Regions from separate parts of the Mus musculus genome. Here all the other regions are linked to region 4. A link is a contact called in public HiChIP or PLAC-seq and promoter capture Hi-C data. All regions are on one chromosome and are shown on one strand. The core of a region is the stretch at or near the end of the contact, and the rest is flanking DNA. Distances in the headings are between cores, read along the strand shown. Region 1 holds the start of Frs2 (fibroblast growth factor receptor substrate 2). Region 2 holds the start of D630029K05Rik (RIKEN cDNA D630029K05 gene). Region 3 holds the start of Lrrc10 (leucine rich repeat containing 10). Region 4 holds the start of Tbc1d15 (TBC1 domain family, member 15). Region 5 holds the start of Cnot2 (CCR4-NOT transcription complex, subunit 2). Region 6 holds the start of Yeats4 (YEATS domain containing 4). Region 7 overlaps Cnot2 (CCR4-NOT transcription complex, subunit 2).

Region 1 (3,114 bases), core at 198-2,697, 1.9 Mb after region 4:
GATAATGTCACTGGTTTCATGAAGATGACTTGTGTATATTGACACCACCACAAGGTCATTTGCAACAAATAAACTATCTGATAATAATTTAAAACTCAATAAAAGCGGAAAATAGCTCCATTATTTCCTACAAACCTTTTATCCGTAGTTTATCACCTAAACTCAGTTTACTAACAGTGCCTACAAGATTTTCTTCTCTAGGAAAGTCTCAGTTTATTGGAGTTAAACACTTCATATGCTTAAATCAACAAACACCTCTGTCCCGCTGTGGGAACACCCCCACCCCGCGTTCCCACAACTGGACTACACGAAGAACCTCCGAGGAGAAACTGAGGGAAATTATATATATATATATATATATATATATATATATATATATACATATAATATACATACATATGTGTGTGTATATATATGTGTGTGTGTATATGTGTGTGTGTGTGTGTATATACACACATATATACACATATATATAATTAGCTCAAGAAATGACAGTTCCAAGTATGAAAGTAAACAAACTGGGGTGAAAAAAAAGGATACAATTCTCCAGCCTTTTGCAGTCAACTTGTGCAAGGTCCCGACTGAAGTCTTAACAACTGTGACTTCGGATGAGCGCAGGAATTCGGAAGGCTGATTACAGAATAGCATGGTTTTTTTTTTTTTTTTAACGTCAGCAAGAACACGGGGAAACTCCTCTGAATCTACGAATCTCCTCAAATCTTTGTTTTTAAGAAGTAACTCCCAACAGTTTCAGTTTGCAAGGGAGCAAAGACCCTTCGAGGAATGGTACTGCCTCACTGACCGACCCTACGCAGGCATCCAGACCCAGTTAAGTTTCGAGCCGAGTCCAAATCGAACCTCCGGCGACCCCGACGCAAGCCCCGCAAGAGATCGCCAGCATCCACACAGGGAGCGCCCCACCCTCGGACTGACTACACCCCTGGGACACAGGATAATTACTGAGACGGGAAGAGGGGACAGATCCAAGAGGCGACGAAAGTTGGACACTGATGTCCAGTGCAGTCTGGCTGTCCCGGTCCCCAGCGTCCGAGTGCACAGACCCCACAGCGGAGGCACCGAGCCCACTTGCCCGATGCAGAGAGGGGGTCGCAGCGCCGACGGCCGGGCCCCGCTACGGAGTCCCCCCTCTGCGGGCGGCCGCGGCTCCGGGAACCCCGCTCCGGCTGCGCCCCGCCCACTCCGCGGCCCCGCATCGCGCCCCTTCCCGGCCCGCGGGCCGCGCGCGCTCCGCGGCGGCCGACGAACCCCTTCCCCGGATCCCCGACGGCTGAACCTGCAGCGGACAGCCGGGTCCGAGGCTCGCTCGCCCAGCGCAGGCCCCGCTCGGCGTCCCCGGCTACTCACCGTCGGCGCGAAGGCGCTGCGAGGGGCGCGGGGTGGCAGCCGCGGAGCTCCTCACTCTCCCCGCGACCTGACCCCCTGCTCGGAGCCTCGGCGCCTGTGTCTACAAGGCCTCTCTCCAGCCCGAACCCTAGACAAGCACTTCCGGGGGAGCGGGGGAGGGCAGGGGTTTGGCACCGGAACTGCTCCCAGGCTGGAGCTGCCAGCCCTCCCGGGAGGGGCGTGGCCTCTGCTCCGGGCGCCAGCGGACCCGCCCCCGAGCCCCGCCCCCGGGCTCCTTGCTAACCCCTGTGGTCCCGCGGGCCCCGAGCTACCGCTGGCACCCCTTATTTTAACGCCTGTTAGGATCGCTCCCTTCTACTTAATTCTACAGGGGCCCGGAGAATCTAATTTCGCCGAGCCCGGAGCATTCACCGGCTTGCCGACCGGCCGGCGGTGTTATCCTTTCTCGCTTCTGTCCCGCGTGAAAATGCAGTTGACATTTATCGAAGGAAGGCTTACGGCGTGGTAGACAGGGCATTTATTACGCGATTCGGTGGCGTTAACTCATTTAATAACCTTCAAACTCCTGGAAATTGGTGCTTTTATTCTCTGTGTCTTACAGAGAAGGAAATCGGCCAAAGTATCGGACTTTACCACATATGCTGGCTCTTGGTTTTACTTTAATTTGTGGTATGCGTAGAACTCTCATTTGCCCCAAACAAGACTTTTCAAATTATTCAAAGACGGGAGCCAAATTATTTCCCTATATGGGTCATCCTTTGCACTTTAAACAAAGGCTGAGATGATGGGCTATGCAATCTTAGTGCCAGGATCCTGTTTCTTTACATTTCACCCTGGTGTGTGTGTGTGTCGTGTTCATCTCTGGATTGTAGACGTTAAAAATAATATAATGCATAACGCAATAGTAAGCATTTCAAAGTACCCAGGACTGAGTACGTCCGCACAATTCTTATACCTAACCAGTAACTAGCAATAGAGAAGACCTGGGCACTTTTGAAACTTACCAAAGACAGACAGTATGAGAGCCTACAGAGTCAGTGTCAGGCAAAGAAGTGAGACGATCTTAAAAGATTTGCTCTGTCACAAAATCAAGAAACATCAAATATTAAAGGCAGGTTTTCAGTATGAAGCAAAGCCCCACATGGAAGAAAAGGGCTCAAACCTGACAAGCTATTTTGTTTCCAGCAGTCTAAAAAGGCTGAGGCAGGGAGAGTCCGGAGAGTTTCTAGCCAGCCTAAGCTTTACAGTGAGTTTCCAGACAAAGGTGGCCAGGACTATGAAGCAAGACTCTTGTCCAAAAAGAAGGAGAGGAGGAGGAAAAAAGGAAGAGCAAAAAAGAAAAGAGTTTCTTAGCATGCATAGTGTCTGTTAAATACTGCAGGGACAAGTGTTAAGACAATCTGCTTTGAGAAAGGCAGAGTAAAAGAAAACCCCTTATTACAAATTTAAGATGCAAACAATGCCATCACTATTGCTGTATATAAAGTACTGCCTTGTGCTTTATGTAATTGCAGAAGTGTTTGTAAACACTTCCAGAATTCTCAAGTTCAAGCAGCCTTTCATGCCTCCTAGTAGACTGAAGAAGAAGAAGAAAAAAAAAAAAAAAAGACCCTGCACAGACAAAACTTAGGCTGTCTCTAGCTGTTTACCATCTCCACCCCCCAATCCCAGACACGAGCACGAGTGCGCGCCAAGGGCAGCACACGCGCGTGCGGGGGCGCGCGCGCACACACACACACACACACACAC
Region 2 (3,148 bases), core at 101-2,600, 1.7 Mb after region 4:
ATATGAGGGGCACCCAGCACGCCTAACACTGCCTGCCTTTGCCGCTGCTTTTTCTTTTTCTTCTTCTTCTTTTTTTTTTTTAATGGACGTGCTTTGTTTTGTGTATTTATTAAACAGTGGTAGTTAAATGTCTTTGCAACAAGCCTAGCACAGTGTATTTCTCAGGCGTGTGCTTGAGCCTAACCTTAAACTGTCGCATGGCTCAGGTGAAATTGCTCTCTGGGACTCCTAAACTCTTCCATCTGGTACTGCAGTCAATCTTGCTCGCCCGGGCACACACACGCACACACACACATTTCTTCCTTGCTAGAAACCTCAGATCTGTTTTGTTTGTTTTCACTGTTTCCCTTTGCCCTCTTGGGATTGTGAGGGAAAACTCAAAGGACCAGAACCATGATGTATTAGGCAACTGTGGAGATGCCTACACCCAAAGGTTTTGGCTTCTAAGGTTATAAATCCGTTCACCCTTTAAATTAGCTGTTATATTACTTGCCTTCAAAGACTCCTGACAACCCACGCACACATGAATCTATTCACCGGAGTGTGTGTATGTGAATAATTTCTTGCGTCATGCGTGTCACCAGAGATTGGGAGACAGTTAAGGTGGTTACCTTACCTTCATAATCCCAGCTCGTAGCATTCATACATAGTGGCTCTCAGCGAACACCTCCTGAAGTGATTGGTTCATTCATCTCATCCTGCAATTTACATAGTATATGTATTGCACACCTAGTAGGGAGTTAAGGAAAGGAGGGTAAAGAAGAACCAGAACGTGTGGCTGGAATCGCGTCTGACCCAAAAAAGCTGAAGGCTCTAAAGAAAGTTAGCAAACAAAACCGACCATCAAAGCGATTAAATCCCTATCGTGATGGAGTACTGTAAGACACAAGCAATCGCTGCCGGAGCTGATAGATTCTTCTGCACCTTTTTGTGTCTAGGTACAACGTTCTTGGTAGACTATGGCTTGGAAGGACAAGTGCCAGCTAGATGTCAAAACTCCGCAACAGACTTTGTTTGACAAGGCACCAGTGGGGACTGGGGGTGGGGGTCGGGGAGCAGAGGGAGGAGGAGGGTGAAGTAGGGGATGGACAGAGAGGAGCAGTTGCTGCCCACCATTCTTGCCCCCCCCCGCAAACCCCCCCACCATATCTCAATGTCTTAAGCCCATGGTCTAACTCCAAATCAGAAGGTTCAAAATTTAGCATGAAGGCTTAGGGGTGTTAATTAATTTACCTAAAAACTCAGTTTGGAGCCAGGACTTAGCCCAATCCTACCTTTACTCCAAATTCCACTCATTTTATAAACAAGGGACAATGTCCCTCAAGTAGGGGAACACTTCTGGCAGCTTGTGTAGTTTTTCCAGTCAGTAGCTCTAACCATGTCAGCAATTATCCTCTTCAGCAGCCGTCTGTGTAGACAACACATTGAAGGAAGGTTCTAGAAACCTAGCATATACAAGACAGCCAAACAGGAGCATGCAAAGCCAGGTAAGGACAGCTAGTGCGGCATGAGAGCCTCAGGGAGGTCACTGTGAGCGGCTGCTACTACAGATGCCCGGTCCCTCAGAGGATACTGGACCACAGCCGACCTTAAAGGGGTGAGTTTCAACAGGTCTGTCTGCAGTGGGCGGGCACAGCAAACAACCCTGGCATCCTAATGATTTTTTTAGGAAAGCATTGAAGCTGGCTTAAAAGTATTGGATCCTGTAGAGAGCGGGATCATGGAAAAGCTGGGACCAGAAGGTATAGACATCTCTAGAAATTCTGGGTTATAGCTTTCAAACAAATTAGTGTTGAGAAAAAACAATCCTTCTCAGACAACCTCGTTGGTGATTTTCTGCAACCTTCTAGCTTTTTCTTATCAATAGACCAGTAGTTTTAACTACTTATATATTCATTCTTAATTTATTAAAGGATAGCTTGTGTTCTGCAGAAATCTTGAGGGTAAAACAAAAAAAGGCTAGCCACCTTGATCTATGTCCATACCACTCGGAACTCACAGATCTATTTTTCTGAACTCTCCCGGACAGCTCTAATGATCAGCCAGCCTGTTTCTGTCTGCCCCACGCTGTCACCAGACATCTGCACTTTGTTCATGTCAGCTTGCCCAGAACTTGCTCACTGCATTCCAAGATGGTGGGGTGAGCTCAAGTTTCTGTGTGGTTGTATTTTAATAACTTCATAGTGCTGAGCATGAAATGTCTTCCATGCTGTTGTCTTACAGAGCACTTCCCCGTATGGTGACCATTTTATTCAGACCCATGAGATGGGCGGGCTCAAGAAAGGGGGATCTTTAGTCTAGGGTGGCCCAATGAAGATGAGCAGCCAGCACATCTGCTCTCTCTCTCCTCCCTCATCCTCTCTCTGTGTGTCTCTCTCTGTCTCTCTCTGTGTCTGTCTCTCTCTTTGTGTCTTTCTGTGTGTGTATGTGTGTCTCTGTCTCTCTCTTTCTGTGTGTGTCTCTCTCTGTGTCTCTTTCTGTCTCTCTCTGTCTCTCTCTCTCTCTGTCTCTCTGTCTCTCTCTCTTCTTGGGAGTGCTGCTTTCTTGTATGTTTGAACTCTTGTCTCCAGGTAGCTTTTCAATTATTTGGAAAACGTTTAGTTTAATGGCAACTGTGGAAAGGCCAGACTCCTGCACAAACCATGGAAAAGATCTCCCAGGTCAGGCAGGTGGGTCTTGGGTATCAAATCAAGCAGATAGACTTTCTTTTTCCACCTTCAGATAGAGCCAGCACTGTCAGAATCAGTCTCGGGTAACTGATAGAACACTGATTAACCCAAGTTAACACAGCCGCTCAGCCCAGGCATATTGGCAGCTAGGGTGCTTTCTGGCCCTTCCAGGGCAATTGCTCCTTAGCTCTGTACGCAGGCTGCTAGGAGCCAACTGGCCTCCACCCCATCAGTCTATGCCTCCACTCACGAGGCAGCATCCAGATCGGACTCTGCCTCATACTGTTGGAGCAGCCGTGGAACTTCCAGTCTGAACCAGTGTAATTCCAAAGAGAGGAACCACAGATGACAGGTGTGAGTTGGCAAAGGTGTCCTGAGCAAGCTCAGAACCCATTGTTACTCCAAAAATAAGAGACTTATGAATGAATTAATTAACTAACTAATTAATTAAATTTTAGCATGCTTCTCTTTCTTGGTAG
Region 3 (3,480 bases), core at 247-2,746, 1.8 Mb after region 4:
TTACCTTTATTTGTGTGTGTGTGTGTGTGTGTGTGTGTGTGTGTGTGTGTGTGTGTGTGTGTGCTTGCTCAGGGGTGGAGCTTCCCGCTCAATCGTTCTGCCACGCCCACTGGTGGAACGTGCCGCTTTGCTGTTTGGAGTCACACACGTGGTCACCCTGCTACTGAACTCCGAGATTATTTGGCGGGAATCGGGCCCCCTCCCCCTTCCTTCATAACTGAGTGTCGGAACAGTAAAATTGAGCTTTGATCAGAATGCCTGTCTTAGCTGCATCATTTTCTCTCGCCGCCTAGCCCCTCTTCTCTTCCAGGTTTCCAGAATGCCTTTCCAAGCTAGAACCCAGGCTATGATCTGCTGGCCGGACACAACATGCAAGATCCCACAGAGGCCAGAAGACAATGTTGGATCATCACCCCACACCTCACATCCAAAGCTGCCGTTAAAGACAGTTGTAAGCTATCAGATACAAGGGCTGGCTGGCGTGGATATGGCGTGGATATGAGGGCTGGCGTGGAACCTGGGTCCTCTCAAAGGGCAGCACGCGCTCTCCACCTTTGAGCCATCTCTCCAGCCCCCAGCAGCCAGACCTTGGAGGCCCTCGTTCTTGGAACGGTCTGGCTCATCGTTGCTTTTCTCAACTGGACGCGATTATGGACGAGAAGTACAGAGCTTTAATGGCCATTTAAATGGGTCTGGAAAGTGTTCCCACCTCTGGAAAGTGCCCCCCCCCCGGGTGCATTACATTCTAATGAATTAATTAATAATTACATTCTAATTAATCTATGCTTTTGAAGGCTAGTCAGCCTTCCTTCTTGTCCTTTGTCAAAGAGAGGATTTGTGTGTGTGTGTGTTCGTTTTGGCAGAAATGGAGACGGACCCCAGGGCTTCAATTCTGCCATACGAGCACCCTACCACTGAACTCCACTTCCAGCTCAAATGTACCCTTTTACAGTGTGGCAAGACGCTAGCTGGACACAAAGCAAGACTGTACAAATCAGAAGCCATTGCTTCTGATTACATATTGGTTAAGGCTTGTTGGAACTGGAGAAAATCTGTAAAGGATGTAGGCCTTTGGCAACACTTTGAAGGATGCATCCTGGAAAACTTAGCAGCGGGTTGTTGTTGTTTTGTGCCCCACTCAGGATTGAAGCAGGGCCTTGTTCGGGTTAGGTGAGTTGTAACACAAAGGAGATGACTATGCATTCAAATATTTACAGTTTTACCTACATAGTACAAATATAGGTGTTTTTCATTTTTACTTCTCCACCTTTGTCACAGTATTTTTTCAATTTGGGGGGGGGGGGCGGGAGATCAGGAGAGAGTAGATAAGAGATCAGGGCTTAAGTGATTAAAGACAAATATGTGAGTTGGACAGGACGTCCCAGACCCTGCCTGTCCGGCCTGTCACCAGACACTCAAGCTGCTATCAGGAGCACTTTATTCTGTCAAAGTGACTGGCTTTTGTCACCGAATTCCGGGTTATAAAGAGAGGGTAGAAGGGTTCCCGAGCAGTGAGCACAGCCAGCCCACTCCCTGACAGAGTTGGTGGGCAGGGGCTCGCCTTGCAGCCCGTTTCACATGGGAAACACCATCCGGGCCTTCGTGGCTTTCATCCCCACCGACCGCTGCCAGAGTTATGTGGTGGGAGACCTCCGGGAGATGCCCCTGGACAGGATGGTGGATCTGAGCGGGAGCCAGCTGCGTCGCTTCCCACTGCACGTGTGCTCCTTCACGGAGCTGGTGAAGCTCTACCTCAGCGACAACCACCTTCACAGCCTGCCTCCCGACCTGGCACAGCTGCAGAACCTGCAGATCCTGGCCTTGGATTTCAACAACTTCAAAGCTCTCCCCCGGGTGGTGTGTACCTTGAAACAGCTCTGCATCCTCTACCTGGGCAATAACAAACTCTGTGACCTCCCGGATGAGCTCAGCCTGCTCCAGAACCTACGGACCCTGTGGCTCGAATCCAACTGCCTCACCCGGCTGCCCGATGTGGTGTGTGAGCTGAGTCTCCTTAAAACCCTGCATGCCGGTTCCAACGCCCTACGTCTGCTACCCGGCCAGCTCCGGCGCCTGCGCGAGCTCAGGACCATCTGGCTCTCCGGCAATCAGCTAGCTGACTTCCCCTCGGTACTGCTTCGCATGCCCTTTCTGGAGGTGATCGACGTGGATCGGAACAGTATCCGCTACTTCCCCAGCCTGGCCCACTTGACAAATCTGAAGCTGGTCATCTATGACCACAATCCTTGCAGAAATGCCCCCAAGGTGGGCAAAGGGGTTCGCCGTGTTGGGAGATGGGCAGAGGAGACACCAGAGCCTGACCCCAGAAAAGCTAGGCGGTACGCACTGGCCAAGGAAGAGAATCAAGAGCCACCTCCTCCCCTTCTTCCTTCCAGCTCTTGAACAGCTGAGGTTGAAGGCCAATTCAAAGGTTACCCCACTGCTCCGAAGGCATCTCATTAGAGCGGAAGGGATGGTCCTGGCTCATCCCAGGGCTGATGGAGAGAAAGCCAGGTGAGATGCTGTAAAGGAATAGGGCGAAGAAAACATTTCCAGCCCCCAGCACCTCTTCCTAGGGGGAAGGTGTGTGCTGTTGCTGGCCTGGAATCCAGGGTGACTGTCACTCCTGTGCCAGAAGCAGTTCCTTCACACGAGCTATTTTGAAACACCAAAGAACAAGACCAGCCACAGCACTCTTCCACCACGCAGGAGTAGCTGGTCACAAGGCTGGTGAGTGCTTCAAAGACTGTATTTGTTAAAATAAAGAAAACAACGCCACCAGCTGCTCAGTGGCCTGTCTCTAGCTCTCTCTAGCTCTCATGCCTCTTTCCTTCCCGAGAACTTCTGCATAGTACCAATGTACTGCTGTTACTAATTTGGTTCCTGAAAGGGACAACTCTACCCAATCAGTCTTGATTCGAAGGAAAATAAAAAAAACAAAGCTGTGGTCACACAGCCTGAGCCCCTCCCCCCCCCCCCCCCCCCCCCCCCCCCGCACTTTAGCCCCTGCTGTAAATGCCACAAAGAAGTCTTTCCCTGAAGCTCTGCCTTCCAACTTCCCAGTGGTTCAAGCCGGTTCCACTCGTTTTCCCTCGTAAGGTTTGACCTAAAGTCCGCTCAGTTTACTGTCATCTGAAAAGCCAAGCCTTTCTTCCTCGAGACAGCCTCCTGATTCCTAGGGTGAGGGCAGGCTGCCCCCCAGAACAGAGCCATGCCTCCCGAGAGTCACACTTTGTTAAAGGTAGAATGTAAAAATCAGTTCACCTAAAACAAGTGTCTGAGTTTGAAGTGGAGGTCTCAGCTTTTATCTTGGCTGAGACCAATAATCATAATTTGTTCGGGTTTTTGTTCATAGGGTCTGTTGACTGTCTACAAACGTAGGTATTTTGGCCGTTATTTAGGGAAGAATGTATCACAAGTGCATAAATCCTAAATTATTGTCTGTATATGAATAACCGTTTCAAAACACCAGGGCAAAAA
Region 4 (3,409 bases), core at 489-2,988:
TAAAGGCTTTTCTAGATGAGCCCAGCGCGGTGTCAATCGCCAGTTCCCAACCTAACGCCCGCAACCATTAACCATCTGGGTAATTTTTCGAACAGGACCCCAAGCTCTGAGGACACAGCTGCAGAGCTCCTAGTGACAGTCACCTCAGTCAAATAAGGTGATGAAGCAAAGTCACAAAAGACAAGTTAAGCTTGGGCAGTCAGTCTGTGAACGGTACTAATGACTGTAGAAGGTGGGCAGCCCCTTAGGTCTCAGAACTGCTTTATCGAGGGTTCTTTTCAGAATCCATGCAAACTGGAAAAGAGAAGTGTAGTTTAAGTTGTGAAGATCTCATCTTGGAAAGTACCAGATTGGCCCAGCCCAAAACACCAAGATAAACTTTCTAATTTGTAATGAATCAAGAGATGACTAGCACTCATCTCAAATAAAAAAGACCAAAAATATTTTAAAAGGGCAAGGATATAAGTATACCCTAAAAGGATGCCCAACCAATTTTTCGAAAGAGCAAGACTACGTAACGTATAAGCGCTTCTGTTGCGTCTACCCCTAAGCACTCCAATACAGGATGCCCGGCATCCCTTCCGTTCTGCAGATAAAGACGAAGAACAGAGAAGCCTCAATTATCCAATTTCCCAAGGTCACAATTCAGATCTGCACCGAAGATAAGGCCGGTATTTGTTATTCCACAATCTAAATCTGCACAAACGCTGTCAAGTTCAAAACGAGGAGAAAAGCAGCGAAACATACTACGTGGAACTGAAGGAACAGCGGAAGCTATCTGCAACAAGTAAACAGGTCTTAGTGCTCTGAGTCATTACCAGCCGGTCACTGACGTTTGCGAAATAACTCGCCACTGGGAAACGCAGTCAGGTGCATCGCATGAAGCAGATAACCCTATATTCGCACAAGCTGTCTCTCTGCATATAAACTGCTAATCTAATCTAATCTCCGTACCTAATGGTGGTTCCTAGCCCACTGTGAGGGTGTCACTGACAGAGCCTCCTGTAAAACAGCAGGGCAGACACCCACACACAGAAACGCCCCCGAAGACATCTAGGAAACAAACGTTTTCATAAAGGCTTTTCTAGATGAGCCCAGCGCGGTGTCAATCGCCAGTTCCCAACCTAACGCCCGCAACCATTAACCATCTGGGTAATTTTTCGAACAGGACCCCAAGCTCTGAGGACAGAGTTGCAGAGCTCCTGGTCAGCTCCTCTGCATGGTGACTCGACGCCTTCCCCCAAAGACGACAGAGAGCCAAGCAAGCCAGGGTGGCCAAAGGCTTTTTACAAGAGAAGGTTTTACGGTCGGAAGGGCAGACGTAAAGAACCAGAGTCACAGGGGGAAGGAACGGATTCAGGGGTCCCCGAAAGGATCCGCGCTGCGGGGCAGAGCCGGGGACAAACGCCCAGGCCTGCACCGCCTGGGAGCAGGAACCGTCTAACCCCGCGCTCACCCAGCCAGCACCCCGGAGGGGCAGCTCGCACCCCGCGGAGCCCCTTCGCTGTCACACGCCGGTCTCCTCTGAAGCCGACCTGGCTCGCCTGCCCCTCGGCGGCCGCCCGCCCGCCCGCCAGCCGCAGGCCACCGGTCAGGAGCACCCGCACCAGCCGGTGCCGTTACTCACCTTCCCGCTCACAACACCCGCCGCCGCCATGTTCCCCCGCGCGTGCCTGGTGATGACGTAGCACAACCTCACGTGGCTCTCGGACTCACAACAACATCCGGTCGGGCTAAAATAACATCCGGGCGGGAAAGGGGCGGGGAGGAGCGGGAACAGCAGTTAGGCGCATGCGTGGTGAGGATGCTAAGAGGGTGGAGCCGTCGTGCCGTACTGCGCGTGCGCGTGCTTCCCCCACATTTTAAATAGAAGTCTACGGCTTTTGAAGTTTGCTCGGGCGTGGCACTTTTAACTTGGGGAACGGCTGGCGAGTCTCTTGGGTGTGATGGAAGGAGCACCTTGTTTAGACCCAGAACACGATGCCACAGCTTTCTTGCTTTAAATAAGTCACGGTAAAATTGGAATCGCCTTGAACATCAGCCCTGGAGCTAATACACGCAGAGACTTTTCCCCTTGATATTAGAGGATTCTGAACATGAGTATTGTTGCTGTCACTCACGCATGACCTTGAGCATGGTATTTTTATAGGAACTGTAGTTACTACAAGGCCCTTTATCGCTCCAGAGTTCAGGGTGCCTCCACAGCTTAGTGGTTATGATTTCAATTCCTAAAATTCACCCAAGCATCTGCATGTAAAGGATCATGTATGGCCATACGGATCTCCCCCATGTTTGGAAACAGATCGGTAAACTATTAAGTTCAAAATCTAATTCCTTCTCAGCGCAGCACCCTGAGACTTAGCTCCGGTACACAATAAAATTGACATCTTAGAGCAGTTAGCAATAGTTCTCCACCTACCTAATGCTGCGACCCTTTAATACAGTTTCTCATGTTTTGGTGCGGACCCCACCCCAACCAAAAAGTTGTTTTTGTTACTACTTCATAACTGTAACATTACTGCTATTATGAACCGTAAAGTATCTGTATTTTCCTATAGCCTTAAGAGACCCCTGTAAAAGTGTCGTTTCACCCACACAAGAGTCGTGCCTGCCCGCTGAGTTAGAGCCTTTTCAGGCTGCCTGAGGTAACAGCAGAAAAACGTGATCTGCAGGTTCTGTGAGTATCAGGAATCTAATCGGGGAGGGAGGTGCCTAAGTCTTACAGGAGAATGCATGCTTAGCCCCAGGAGGGACTCTGACCACCAAATATCAGAGATTCCAAGCAAGCCCTAGATCCCAGTGCCCAAGTTCTCACTGCTCGGTAAAGCAACGCATCTGCCAGCCATTAAGGAAGCAAGAGCGCAGTGAGTTGACAGCGAGAGAGCACAGGGGCTTATCAGTAGACCAGACTTCCCCAAGCCAACTGATTGTGGGTAGTAACCGGAGTCTGAATAATCAAAACTAGATTCTTCTGCTATCTCAGAAGGATGGAGTAATGTGGTTAAAGGAGAAACCTCACTATATTGTCAAAACTTAGCAGTGTCAGAATATAATGCTAAGTAATAGCAGTTACTCTACAACTTTTTGTAAATTTTAAAGAACTAATGTCTTAAATATCTAACATAATATAACATGGGCCAAACATGCTAACAGTCCTGAAGACATCTTTTTTAATTTTTGTAAAATTAAAAATAAAACTTATTTCCTAGCTGGGTATGGTGGCCCATACCTTTAATCCTAGTGAAAGACTCCGAGAGGAGCCCCTCGCTCAGGCCTCAGGACAATAGCGGACACCCAAGAACTCACGACAGACCGAGCTTGTTGCAAACCACATGAGGCTTTATTCGGGAAAGCCAGAGCTCTGGGGACGACTCATATCCCACGCAGGGGTAGAGGAGTCGACCTCGAG
Region 5 (3,582 bases), core at 594-3,093, 1.3 Mb after region 4:
ATTAAGGATCTTGCAAAGTCAGCAAAAGTGAAAAGTGGAAGAAGTTGTCTGTGCATTTTGAACTTTTCCTTTAGCTTTAAGATGACAACAGACTGGATAGGCAGAGCACAAGGGACCATTTAGAAAACATATTAAAGACACAAAACCTGAACACAGACAAATATTTGAATGTAGACAACCATTTCAGTGTACTGGATTTTTAAACACTTCCAACTTGGAATAAAATTACCTTACAAAACTACAAAGGTGACTTCTGAGAAGGAACTGTTGTTGAATATACAAAGCATTCCCAAACATAAAACTGTTGTGAAAGTTACCACCCACTTATTTGGAAAGGGAAATCTATAGGAACACGATTCCATCTCCCTAAAACTTCTCACTATAGAGAGTAATAGAAAATGTATTCAGTTTTGAACATTAAGTGTGTCCCTTGTGAACAGATCTGGTTAACGTTCTACCATTTGCCAATAATCTAAGGATCATATTGCTGTATTTTATTAGGAACTGTCCAGATGATTAAAGAGAAATCTTTGACTAAGGATTTAATGAAAATGAAGCAAAACACTCTTAACACTTGTCTTCCCAGATGTTGAAAAGTGGAGATGTCCCCCTAGGATTTCCAAGAAAGTACCTATGTGTAAGATTTATTTATTTTTATTTTCTTTTGGAGGTAAAAGCGTACTGATTGGATCTAACGTAAATGCAAATAACAAAACCTTAGAAATAATTTTACAAAAATAAAATTACAATTAGATTTCCCGAAGGGCCTACAGATAACAAGAATTATAAGCTTTTCTCCTAAGCAAACAGTACCTCAATTAAGAACTACCGGGTTTCTTTTAACCCAACTTATTTCTTCTATGAAACTTTGAAGTGAAGACCTAAAACAAAACGGCAAAAGGTAGAGGGGGCCCGGCGGAAGTAGAAACCAGGGCTTGCAACTTCACAAGAGTGGCTCGGGTTCCTCCTCCGCCGCCCCAGGACCATCGGAACTCAAGAGGCTACACCACTAGAGAGGCTTCCCACTCCAGGCACGGGGGCAGAAGCAGCATCTGAGTTTCTCTCTCGCCTTTCCACCTTGCAAGAAAGGCCCCTTCGGTATAGCTCAGGGCCTGGAGGCTCCCGAGGCCCGTTAGCCAGTGCGATGTCCCCATCTTACACAAACAAACAAATAAAAAAAAAAAAAGAAAGAAAGAAAAGAAAACCACACAAGTGGCGGAGGATGCGCGTGTATGGCCAGAAACGTAAAGCTTCAAGGACCAGCAGCTGCTGGGAACGTGGCAGGCAGGAGCCGTGTCCAGTGGCCGGGGCTCCTGGATGCTGCTGCCGCCGCCACCGCCGCCGCTGCCTTCTCTCCTAGCCCAGGAAGCAGCACGGCGGCAGCGGCTGCTCCGCGCCGGCGGGAGCCGGGGAAGCCCCGCGGCGGGCAGCGGGGGCCCGGGCCTAAGCTCCGGAGCGGCTGCGGCTGCGGTAGCTGCGGTGGTGGCGGCGGTGGCGGCCCGAGCACGGCGACGCTTTACGTCCCGTCCACCCCGCCACACACCCCCTCCCTCCTCCAGCGCCGCCACCCCCTCCCCGCCCGCCCGCCCGCCCGCTCCGCTCTTCCCTCTCTCGATTGGAGCCGAGACAAAAGCAACGGGAAGCGGCGGGCCGGGACGCTACCCGCGGACCCCGGGCGCGACCGGACCAGCCCCGAGGCATTCCCCCGCCTTGAGGGGGCCCCCAATCCGCCTCCCCCGCCGCGTGCCCCGCCGCCAGACTTCCGAAAATTGGCCAAAAACTCACCGCATGAATTTTCTTGTCCCGCGGATCCAAGATGGCGACGTATCCACCGCGGAGGCTGCTGGGAGCAAGACCTTTACCCTCTGACCCCCGCCGTGACCCCCGTCGCTCCGACTCCGCTCGAAGGCGGCGGCGACGGCGGCTGCAGCAGCAGAAGCCGGCGAGCGAGCGAGGCTCGCCGAATGGACGGAACGCCGCCCGTACGCCAGTCGACCGTGAGAAGCACAACGCTCGCCTGGAGCCTTCCCGGGCTTCCGCCGCCTCCCGCGGAAGGTGCGGCGCTGTCTTGTGGCGGTGACCGAGGAGAGTGGGGCCTGGGCGGCCTCTCCGGGCTCCCGAAGCCAGACCGCCGCCACGCCGGGAGCTGCTGCGGCCACGCCTGGAGCTGCGGCCTGGGGTCCGAGCGAGCGGGCGAGCGCGGCCTCGGGGGCGGGGAGAAGCCGAGGGTGGCGTGGGTCCGCCCACCGGGGGACGCGCAGCGTGTTTGTGTTTGTGTTTTCCTCGGACACCCCGCCCCCGAGCACCTCCTGCGGGCTGTCCCCGGGCTGTCCCCAGCCTGCTGCGCGGCGCGGTGCGGTGCGGTGCCTGCGGTGCTTCGGTCCTCCCACCGCCCCGCTGCCTGCGCTACCTGGGTGCGCTCCCCCAGACACCCGCCGCACGCCGCCCGCACCTCCCGAGCAGTGAGTTCCCCTCCGCTGGAACCTAGGCGTTTGATCGCCGCCCCCTCTTCCTTTTCATGCTCCCCTTTTTTTTACCTGCCCCCCCCCCCCCCGGTCTAAACCTGGTGAGAGGAAGTAAGGGGGAAGCGTGTTTTTAAAGCACTGCCGGGAGTACTTAATCTAACCGAACGGTGTTTGTGGCACTTTATTTAGTTCCCGCCCGGCGCGCCCTTGGTAAACCTTAGTGACCAGCTGGCTCATCCACTAGACCTTTTGAAAATACGGTGGCTGTGGTTGGGAACTAAAGTGTTTTGCTCTCCAAAGCCGGACTGTCCCTGAAAGTGAAATTACTTTTTATTGCTGTAATACTCTTAGTTTACACCTTTGAACATCCACAAACTTCGTGTTTTACGGTTACTTAACTTGCTAAAAAGCCTCTTTGTGCTTTGAAGTTGCGAGTTTCATAACGTATCGCTGTTCATGTTTGAGTGGTAGAGCTTACTAATGCGGATTACTACTCATTTGAAGTAAATAAAGTTTCTGCTGTAGTTTAATAAATTACCTCCTTCCAGCCCGCCAGTCTATATAGTTAGATATAGATTCTGTGATAAACGGAAGCGATATATATTTTTATCATAGAAAGCTAAAGGCAAGAAATAGGATACAATAGCCTACGGTGAAATTAAAAGTACCTTTGTCATGGTTTTGAAAGTAATTTGACATAGCAGATATGCAGTATCAGCAGATATGCAAATTTGTTTAAATGCGGACAGGAACTGGTGTAGCCAGTAGAAAAAAAAGGTTTATTTTGCTAGGTTGTTCATTTCATTAAATACTCCTTTTCACCGTTTTGTGTTTTGTTGGTTTTTCACTTTAGGGAAATTCAAGAAGGAACAACACAGTCCTACATGGCCCCTCCCCCAACCGTGCCTTCCTGTCTCGTCTGCTTTCTCTTCCTCTCAAGTTAGCATCTACTGCCATAAGGTAGTGTGTTCAAAGACTGGCTACTCTAGGCGTGTGCAGCTCATGTGCGTGAATGCATGCAATGCAGAGCACCTTAATCTGGCTGCTCGTTATTGGGAGCCCTTAATGTGTATGTAGTAGCATTATCACATTAAGTAACATTAAATATTCTAATTCA
Region 6 (3,558 bases), core at 774-3,273, 2.0 Mb after region 4:
GGTTCAGGGGTTGAAGAGCTTGCTGCTCTTGCAGAAGGCTACAGTTTGGTTCCCAGTCCTCACATGAAAAGTGGGTTGTTTGGGGTGTTTGTGTGCACGCTGGGCGCCCTGTGCAGCACATGAGGAGGTCACAGATGACTTGAAGGAATAGATTCTCTTCCTTCCACCTTCCTGAGGCCTGCACTGAGGTCATCAGACTTGGTAAGCCTTTTACCTGCTGAGCTCTGCATGTAAAAGCACCTGAGTACTTGATTAGAGAAGAACAAAATGCCTTCACAAACCTAAAAGCTAGGCTACTGAGTTCAAGTTGCCATTGTGACCGGCTCTGCTGGCTGGGAAAGGCTTTTAGATTAGCCTCTGGCAGTGTTTACCAAAGCACAGCACAAAACCCAAGGTCGGTTTATGAGAGAATTTCAGGGCAAGCATTTTCTGCTGTCATCCTTATTATGCACATACAGTTTGGGTATGGAGTACCCCCTCCCCCAAAAGGCTTATTGCTGGTCCCCAGCTGGCGGCTGAGAGGCGCCTGGACTACAGAAGCACCTTACCAAGGGATTAGCATACTGATCAGCTCACAGCTGAATGGCCTAGGAGATGGGGACAGTGGGAACACACAGGCCACTTGGGTTGGGCCTCTCAAGGGCCTATCTTGTTCCTGCCTCACCCCCACCCCTTCCCCAGCTACTAAGGAGGAAACTCAATTTGAGGACTACAGGCCTAACTTTCTCAAGTTATCCTGAACTACAAACTTCCAGATTTAACTTGTGCAAGTAGAGAAGAGTTTTCCCATGAACCTTTTGCTCTGCAATCACTTCCTACCATCCCCAAGCCTTACCTAAAACCCTGGGCAAATGCACAGCTCTACAAAGCCTCTTATACTAACACAGACTTTTACCTGGTATTTCTTTCTATTGCATTTCAGGGCTTTAGGATTTTCGATGATTTCTCATCTTACATATACTGTTAAGGCAGCTATGGATATATAGACACTATGATTAAGGTAATAAAAATAATATGACACCGATGAGGATTTTAAAATTTTTGTAGACTGATGTGATTTCTTTTAAGGAAAAAAAAAAATCCTTTCTGTGATAAGATCTGTAAGTAGAAGCCCCTTTTAGGGGCACGGGGAGAGCATCCTGAACCGGTACCTTAAAAAATAACCAGCAGGGCTGCCTCAGAGGTTAAGAGCACTGACTGCTCTTCCAGAGATACTGAGTTCAATTCCCAGCAGCCACATGGTGGCTCACAACCATCTGTAATGAGATCTGATGCTCTCTTCTGGTGTGCCTGAAGACAGCTACAGTGTACTCATATACATAAAAATAAATTTTAAAATTAAAAAAAAAAGTAACCAGCAGATGTAGGAAGGTGGGAGGGGGTGGCGAGCTGGAGGGATGGCACACAGGGAAGAGACGACTGCAGCTCAGGCTGGACAGCACACCTACATGGTGACACCTGACAACCGACTCCTGCAAGTCGTTCTCTTACCTCCACCCCTATTAATAATACACATATAGATGGGAGGGAACTGAGTGTCACAACGTCCAGTGTTAAGCAACCTTCACTAAACACGAACGAAGCTAAGCGCTCTTTGCTGACTTTATCAGCACGGGGCTTCGGGAACGACAAGACGGACGAGCCTATCCAGGGTCTGCGACTGATGCCCTAGCCACCCCGGCACCTTTGTGTTTGGCGGTGCGGAGGCGGTGACGAGGACTCGGGGCCCAATGAGCGCCGAGCTTCCGCCCCGCGCGCCGCGCCTGCGCACTGACCTTCACTCTCCCGCCGGAGTCAGGTCCAAATTCCGCCATTCTCTTGAACATATTGTCCCCGGGAAGGAGCCGCGGCGGCCAGGGAGAGAGCTCAGGCCGGCGGGGTAGCCGCTCCCCTCACGAGCCGGAGGAGGGCGGGTCGCCTGGGCTCGGGGAGCCGGACAGCCACCTCCTCCACACGCGCCGCGTCGGGGTCGGCCATTCAGCCCCGAGCTGGGAGAGCCGAGCGGAAGGGCGGGGGAGGGCGGCGGCGCATGCGCAACGGGCTCAGGCAGACAGTGCGCACGCGCGAGGCTGCAGCCTTCCCCGGTAAGAGCCTGATGAGCTGTTGCAGCGGATAAAGAGAGATGGGGATAAATTTTAGGCAGAAGTTAAGGGTAGGGAAGCACCAAAATGGTGAACGTTTGTAGCTTTAGGGTTGAGATAACCCCACACACTTCAAGATGATAGACTCTGGAATCAAAGCTTCTGATTGGGCAGGTCAGATAACTGGGCGTGGGCTTGGTAAAGAATATGCTGCCAAGCCTTGTGACCTGAGTTCGATTTCCAAGGCCAACATGATGGCACTACAGAAATGACTCCACTTCCCGCTCTTCATGGCTCAATCTGTTCTGCTGGCCATGTTCAGTCTGACTTTTCCAGATTCGTCGGGAATCTGTTTTCTCCCTATCTACAGTAAAAACCTCCTAAACCATGCCTAAGAGGGTCATGTTCTTATTTTCACTCACCATTCTTCTCTCTCATACCCTTCCCCAGTTGGAACTCTTCTTTCCAACAAGCCCCCCTCCTACTTTCATGCCCTCTTAGTTCGTGACCTATTGGCTTTAATTGGCGTTTCCTGTCCTACTATGGATGTGGGATTCTTTACCGAAGCAAGAGTAATTTATCAGTGGTACCTTACTAAAGAAAATGGCATCTCTTTCCCAAACAGTCATGAATTTTCAATAGTCCCTCTGGGAAGGGTGAGGCCCCTGGACCCCTCCCGCCATCCATGTTGAAATGTTAACATGCAATCGCAGGTCCTATGCAGATAACCGCAGCTGCAGTAAGTTCATGAGTGCAATGGCCACGTTGTGGCCAGAAGGTGTCGTTTTTGATACATGTCTCTCCATTCTCTGGCTCTTTATACCCTGAAATATTCCCCAATCTTGGAAGGAGTGGTACAACTGTCCCGAATAGTGCTAAGCACACCACCATCTCTTATTCCTGGGCGTTTTGGCTAGTTTTGGGTTTCTGCATTAACCACTGCTCATTGCAATAAACTTCTCTGATGAAGGCTGGGCACAGCACTAATCAATGAGAATAATCAGGAGACCGAGAAGCGAATTTAACAGCATGGTCAATCAATTTTTGCTAATTTTTAAAGAAAAGATTTATTTTATGTATGGGAGTACACTGTAGCTGTCTTCAGACACACCAGAAGAGGTCAGCGGATCCCACTACAGATTGGTTATGAACCACCATGTGGTTGCTGGGAATTGAACTCAGGTCCTCTGGAAAAGCAGCTAGTGCTCTTAACCACTAAGCCCCCAATTTTTGCTAATCTTTAATAAAAGTATTTTTTTTCACTGTATTATCTATTGAGAGAGAGAAAGAGAGAGAGAGAGAATGAATGTGGGTCCTAGAGATCTGGTTAAAGTCATCAGGCTTGATAACAAGTACCTTTACTTTTGCCAGCCCCTGTTTTTGATAATCTTGGCTGTTTCTATAGTCATCCCGTATTTTGAGGTTGTCCTGGCAGCTCTTGAGTATGTCCTAACTCTGTTTCTTAATTGATATCTAA
Region 7 (3,585 bases), core at 1,046-3,545, 1.3 Mb after region 4:
TCAAGGTCAGTTGGTTTACTATAAAGAAAATTAGGGGGACAGATAGCTAGTAAGAGCCTTCTTGGGTTCAAACACCAAAGACTGGGCAGCGGTAAAAAGAAAAAGCCCATTACAGGGGCCAAACTTCAATCAGACAGACAATACACACCTCTTGAGAACCATCAAAGCCAACAGCGTAATTAGCACAACTAGTGAAGATAGATACCTGGGTGTGATACCAAGAAATTCTACAGACCTACAAGTGAAAGACACACAGATTTCACTGTTAAAAGAAATCACTGTCATCTTAGCCACGCCAATATCTCCAAGGCTTTATCCTCCAGAGTATGACATCAAATTCTTTCCAATGCAAAATATATACAATTTCATCGAAATAGCACAGCAAAGCCATTAAAGCAGTGAGAAGCCCAGAAAAGAGGAGCAGTGTGTGCAGAGATGCTGCCATATACTCAATACCTGGCCCTCCACAGACCACAAGTATAGAGAGTAATACACAAGGTAAAAAGCAGCCCAGTGTCACTCAACAGAGACTTCCAAGTAACCCTCATAAATATGGCCAGTAATTCAGGGGACCCATTAAATAAAGGCTTAGAAATAATGACAACACCCCATCAAATAATTATCTTTCAAAAAGATCTTAAGTCAGGCCTAGTGGTTGCTTTTTGGATAGAAGAGTCCTTAATTTTCCTATTTTGTCAAATCGTAATATAATTACAAACACTTTCCTCTTCCCTTTCATCCCTCCAACATTCCCACATCCCCCCTCCTTGCCCTTTCAACTTCATGGCTTCTTCTTTCATCAATTGCTACTATGTGCATACATGTGTACAAATATATACACATATATATTTCCTAAATACAACCTGCTCAGTCTATATAACACTACTCACATGTATGTTTTCACGGCTGACCATCTGGTATTGGGAGCCAATTAGTGCGCTCTTCCTGGAGAAAACTAACACTCTCACACACACACACACACACACACACACACACACTCTCTCTCTCTCTCTCTCTCTCTCTCTCTCTCTCTCTCTCTCTCTCTCGGCATTCCTTGGTGACTTGTAGTTCTGTGTCTGGCAGACTTTGCATGTCTATTGTTGCTGCCCTTCTCAGCTCATGTGGAGGCAGTCATGTTGGTGAGTATTGTAGCTTCAACCTTACCGGGAGACACAACCCCACTGGAGGAAAGCTCTTACAGTCAATCTTTCTGTCCCATCTTCTAAAATGTTCCCTGAGCCTTAGGTCAGGGAGTGCTTTGAGGTAGCCATTGGGACTGATTCCACAGCTTTCCACTTTGACGAGCTGTGCCTTTCTGTAGTGGTTTCTGTCTATTACAAAGAGAAGTTTCCTTGAGGACGACTCTGACTCCAGTTCTGAGGAGGCCCAGACATACTAAAGGCCTTTCTAGACTAGGCAGTGAGTTCATGGTCACTCTGAGCAACCGAATGAAACCTTGCTTCAATTTAAAAAAAAGTAAGAGAAGGCTGAAGATATAGCTTCATAAAGGGGTGTTTGCCCAACGTGTAAAGACTAAGATTCAATCCCCACGTTCAAATCCCAGTTCTACCAAACAAATAAGCAAACAAACACCTAATTCAACATTTAAAAAAAACAAAAACAAAGAAAAAAGGTAACAGAGTTGACAAGAGAAAGGTAAAGAAAGGGGCTCAAGCTAGCAAACTATGAAACTTGAGGAAATGGACAAATTACTAAAACATTATCAGGCTATCAAAATTGACAAAAGAAATAAGACAGTCAAAACTAGACCCATCACAAGTAAAGAGACCGCATTAACAACAGAAAATTTTCAAGAGGGAAGGCACGCGCCCAGAAGGCTTGAGTGATAGACTGGAAGAAAAAACTTAGTTTCACTTCAAACTATTCAAAACAAACGACTAGCCAGAAACCTTCTCACTAGCATCACTACCGTCAAGACGGCCACTGCCATGACATGGAAAGAAACTACAACTACGACGTAATATGAGCAATAAATGAGATGGGGTTATCCCAGAGACAGGACTTGCTCAACATACAATATTGTGCAATTTAATGTGCATTTTTAAATAAGGGACAAAACTCGCACATCATTAAAGGATATACAACTACAACCCTAACACTTGTAAAGCAAAGGCGGTGAAGGGACACCCTCGGTGGACACAAGATCCACTTTTTAAAATCGAAACCAGACCTAAAACCAAACCAACAACAAAAAATTTCCATCCAAAAGGGACATCCCCAAATCAGTAAAAAGTATTTACGAACGGAAGGCAGAGATAGGTTTGAGTGGGGGTGGGGGGTGAGGGGTAGTGCTTACCACTAAGCCTGAAGAGCCAAGTTTGAAAAGGTCCCTATGGCAGGAAAGTTGTGCTCTAATCTGCACATGAGCCTGAAGGCTTAGGTGTGCCCACATACACAAATAAACAAACAAATAAACAATGTGCTTCTTTAAAGTTATGGTTTAAAAAAAACATAGAAGCATAATGAACGGTGAAATAGTGAATGTTTTCCTTCTAAGAGCAGAGATGAGGCTGTCCACTCTTGCCACTACATGTGATCTTGTACTGAAGATCCTAGACAGAATCGTTAGGCAACAAAATGAAATAAGAAGTGCTGAGTCTGGAGAGGAGGTGAAAGCCTCTAGTTGCAGATGACATTATTAGATCTACAAAAAATCCTAAGGCGCTCACTAGAATAATGATTTTATAGCAGTTTCATAGCAGTGTGGATTTTCATAATCTTTAACTTATCAAAATGGCTTAAATGAGGACGTTCAATGGGGTACAAGGCATATAAACCAATATATAAAAAATCACATTTTCATGCAGCAATAACGAACCCCATAAAGAAAACAAGCAATTCCATTTCCCAAGCATCAGAGAGTAAAATACTTAAATTTCATACACAAAAATTATACTGTGAAAGCTGTACAAAATAATGGAAAGAAATTAAAAAACTATATCAACGAAAGTCACCCAAGTCTAAAGATGAGAAGTGGCAATACACCACAATGAGCTACAAGTTATACAGCAGCTGGCTCCTCGGCAAAAGCAGACAAGCGAATCCTAAGAGTCAGATGGAAATTCAAAAGATATATTGACCAAAACAATCTAGAAAAAGGACAAAGTTGGAGAATTTTCATTTTCAGTTTTCAAGCTTGTAGCATGGAAGCAAAAGATACTAGCATACGTAAGAGTACAGTAAAATAGAATTGATGGTTAATATAAACCTTCACGTTCATATTCAATTCATTTTGGAAAAAATGCCAAAATAATCCACTGGGAAGAAAAATTATCTTTGTGTGAATACATCTATGCTATAAACCTTGTACACTTTTTTTTTTTAAGATTTATTTATCTATTATATGTAAGTACACTGTAGCTGTCTTCAGACACTCCAGAAGAGGGAGTCAGATCTCCTTACGGATGGTTGTGAGCCACCATGTGGTTGCTGGGCTTTGAACTCTGGACCTTCAGAAGAGCAGTCGGGTGCTCTTACCCACTGAGCCATCTCACCAGCCCCCTTGTACACTTTTTACTACCCAATCCCTTTCTCATAACTTACGCATAACTGTTAGGTGTAGTA

Evidence for each region. Promoter capture Hi-C pulls out the DNA fragments that hold promoters and counts their contacts. HiChIP or PLAC-seq counts read pairs in DNA pulled down with a chosen protein or histone mark. Capture Hi-C pulls out chosen DNA fragments and counts their contacts.
Region 1: a promoter capture Hi-C map of liver shows a contact between it and region 4, with 5 times the contacts expected there. The contact joins the promoter of Frs2 here to the promoter of Tbc1d15 in region 4. A contact is called at or near these places in 7 of 39 promoter capture datasets (the C10 cell line, hematopoietic stem and progenitor cells, hippocampal neurons and 3 more) and 2 of 115 datasets of contacts at active chromatin or transcription factors (astrocytes and embryonic stem cells).
Region 2: a contact with region 4 is called in a promoter capture Hi-C map of the HPC-7 cell line. The contact joins the promoter of D630029K05Rik here to the promoter of Tbc1d15 in region 4. A contact is called at or near these places in 2 of 39 promoter capture datasets (the HPC-7 cell line and cranial neural crest), 1 of 484 Hi-C or Micro-C datasets (muscle stem cells) and 1 of 9 other capture datasets (embryonic stem cells).
Region 3: a promoter capture Hi-C map of liver shows a contact between it and region 4, with 4 times the contacts expected there. The contact joins the promoter of Lrrc10 here to the promoter of Tbc1d15 in region 4. A contact is called at or near these places in 3 of 39 promoter capture datasets (hippocampal neurons, liver and pre-B cells), 1 of 115 datasets of contacts at active chromatin or transcription factors (astrocytes) and 1 of 9 other capture datasets (liver).
Region 5: a contact with region 4 is called in a promoter capture Hi-C map of liver, with 2.1 times the contacts expected there. The contact joins the promoter of Cnot2 here to the promoter of Tbc1d15 in region 4. A contact is called at or near these places in 5 of 39 promoter capture datasets (the C10 cell line, liver, neutrophils and 1 more), 1 of 484 Hi-C or Micro-C datasets (B cells), 1 of 115 datasets of contacts at active chromatin or transcription factors (pancreatic cancer cells) and 1 of 9 other capture datasets (liver).
Region 6: a contact with region 4 is called in a promoter capture Hi-C map of liver, with 5 times the contacts expected there. The contact joins the promoter of Yeats4 here to the promoter of Tbc1d15 in region 4. A contact is called at or near these places in 5 of 39 promoter capture datasets (the 3T3-L1 cell line, hippocampal neurons, liver and 1 more), 2 of 484 Hi-C or Micro-C datasets (muscle stem cells and uterus) and 1 of 9 other capture datasets (adipose tissue).
Region 7: a contact with region 4 is called in an H3K27ac HiChIP or PLAC-seq map of microglia, with 5 times the contacts expected there. The contact joins the enhancer-like site here to the promoter of Tbc1d15 in region 4. A contact is called at or near these places in 2 of 39 promoter capture datasets (embryonic stem cells and pre-B cells), 1 of 484 Hi-C or Micro-C datasets (B cells) and 2 of 115 datasets of contacts at active chromatin or transcription factors (embryonic stem cells and microglia).

Annotation. Positions count from the first base shown.
Region 1 is chr10:117,147,027-117,150,140 of GRCm38.p6, forward strand. Frs2 (fibroblast growth factor receptor substrate 2) reads right to left here and starts at 1,448. Exons shown (of 10, transcript NM_177798.3): 1 at 1,366-1,448.
Region 2 is chr10:116,963,390-116,966,537 of GRCm38.p6, forward strand. It overlaps D630029K05Rik (RIKEN cDNA D630029K05 gene), which reads left to right and starts at 1,351. Exons shown (of 3, transcript NR_027847.1): 1 at 1,351-1,597.
Region 3 is chr10:117,043,845-117,047,324 of GRCm38.p6, forward strand. It overlaps Lrrc10 (leucine rich repeat containing 10), which reads left to right and starts at 1,497. Exons shown (of 1, transcript NM_146242.2): 1 at 1,497-2,924. The coding sequence starts at 1,579. The coding sequence ends at 2,403. It overlaps Gm10747 (a long non-coding RNA gene), which reads left to right. Exons shown (of 3, transcript XR_872056.2): 3 at 294-841.
Region 4 is chr10:115,249,755-115,253,163 of GRCm38.p6, forward strand. Tbc1d15 (TBC1 domain family, member 15) reads right to left here and starts at 1,739. Exons shown (of 17, transcript NM_025706.3): 1 at 1,628-1,739. The coding sequence starts at 1,657.
Region 5 is chr10:116,579,668-116,583,249 of GRCm38.p6, forward strand. Cnot2 (CCR4-NOT transcription complex, subunit 2) reads right to left here and starts at 1,844. Exons shown (of 16, transcript NM_001037846.3): 1 at 1,786-1,844.
Region 6 is chr10:117,222,484-117,226,041 of GRCm38.p6, forward strand. It overlaps Yeats4 (YEATS domain containing 4), which reads right to left and starts at 2,024. Exons shown (of 7, transcript NM_026570.4): 1 at 1,776-2,024. The coding sequence starts at 1,826. Gm31963 (a long non-coding RNA gene) reads left to right here and starts at 2,003. Exons shown (of 4, transcript XR_872061.2): 1 at 2,003-2,084.
Region 7 is chr10:116,563,141-116,566,725 of GRCm38.p6, forward strand. The region is part of intron 1 of Cnot2 (CCR4-NOT transcription complex, subunit 2); the gene reads right to left. Among named protein-coding and RNA genes, the nearest start is that of Cnot2, 17 kb to the right of the region's middle. Within about 2 kb of position 2,296, at least 47 of the 459 cell types and tissues checked have an H3K27ac peak or open chromatin away from gene starts, as enhancers often do. A contact at or near this core is called in B cells and microglia, where this site is marked.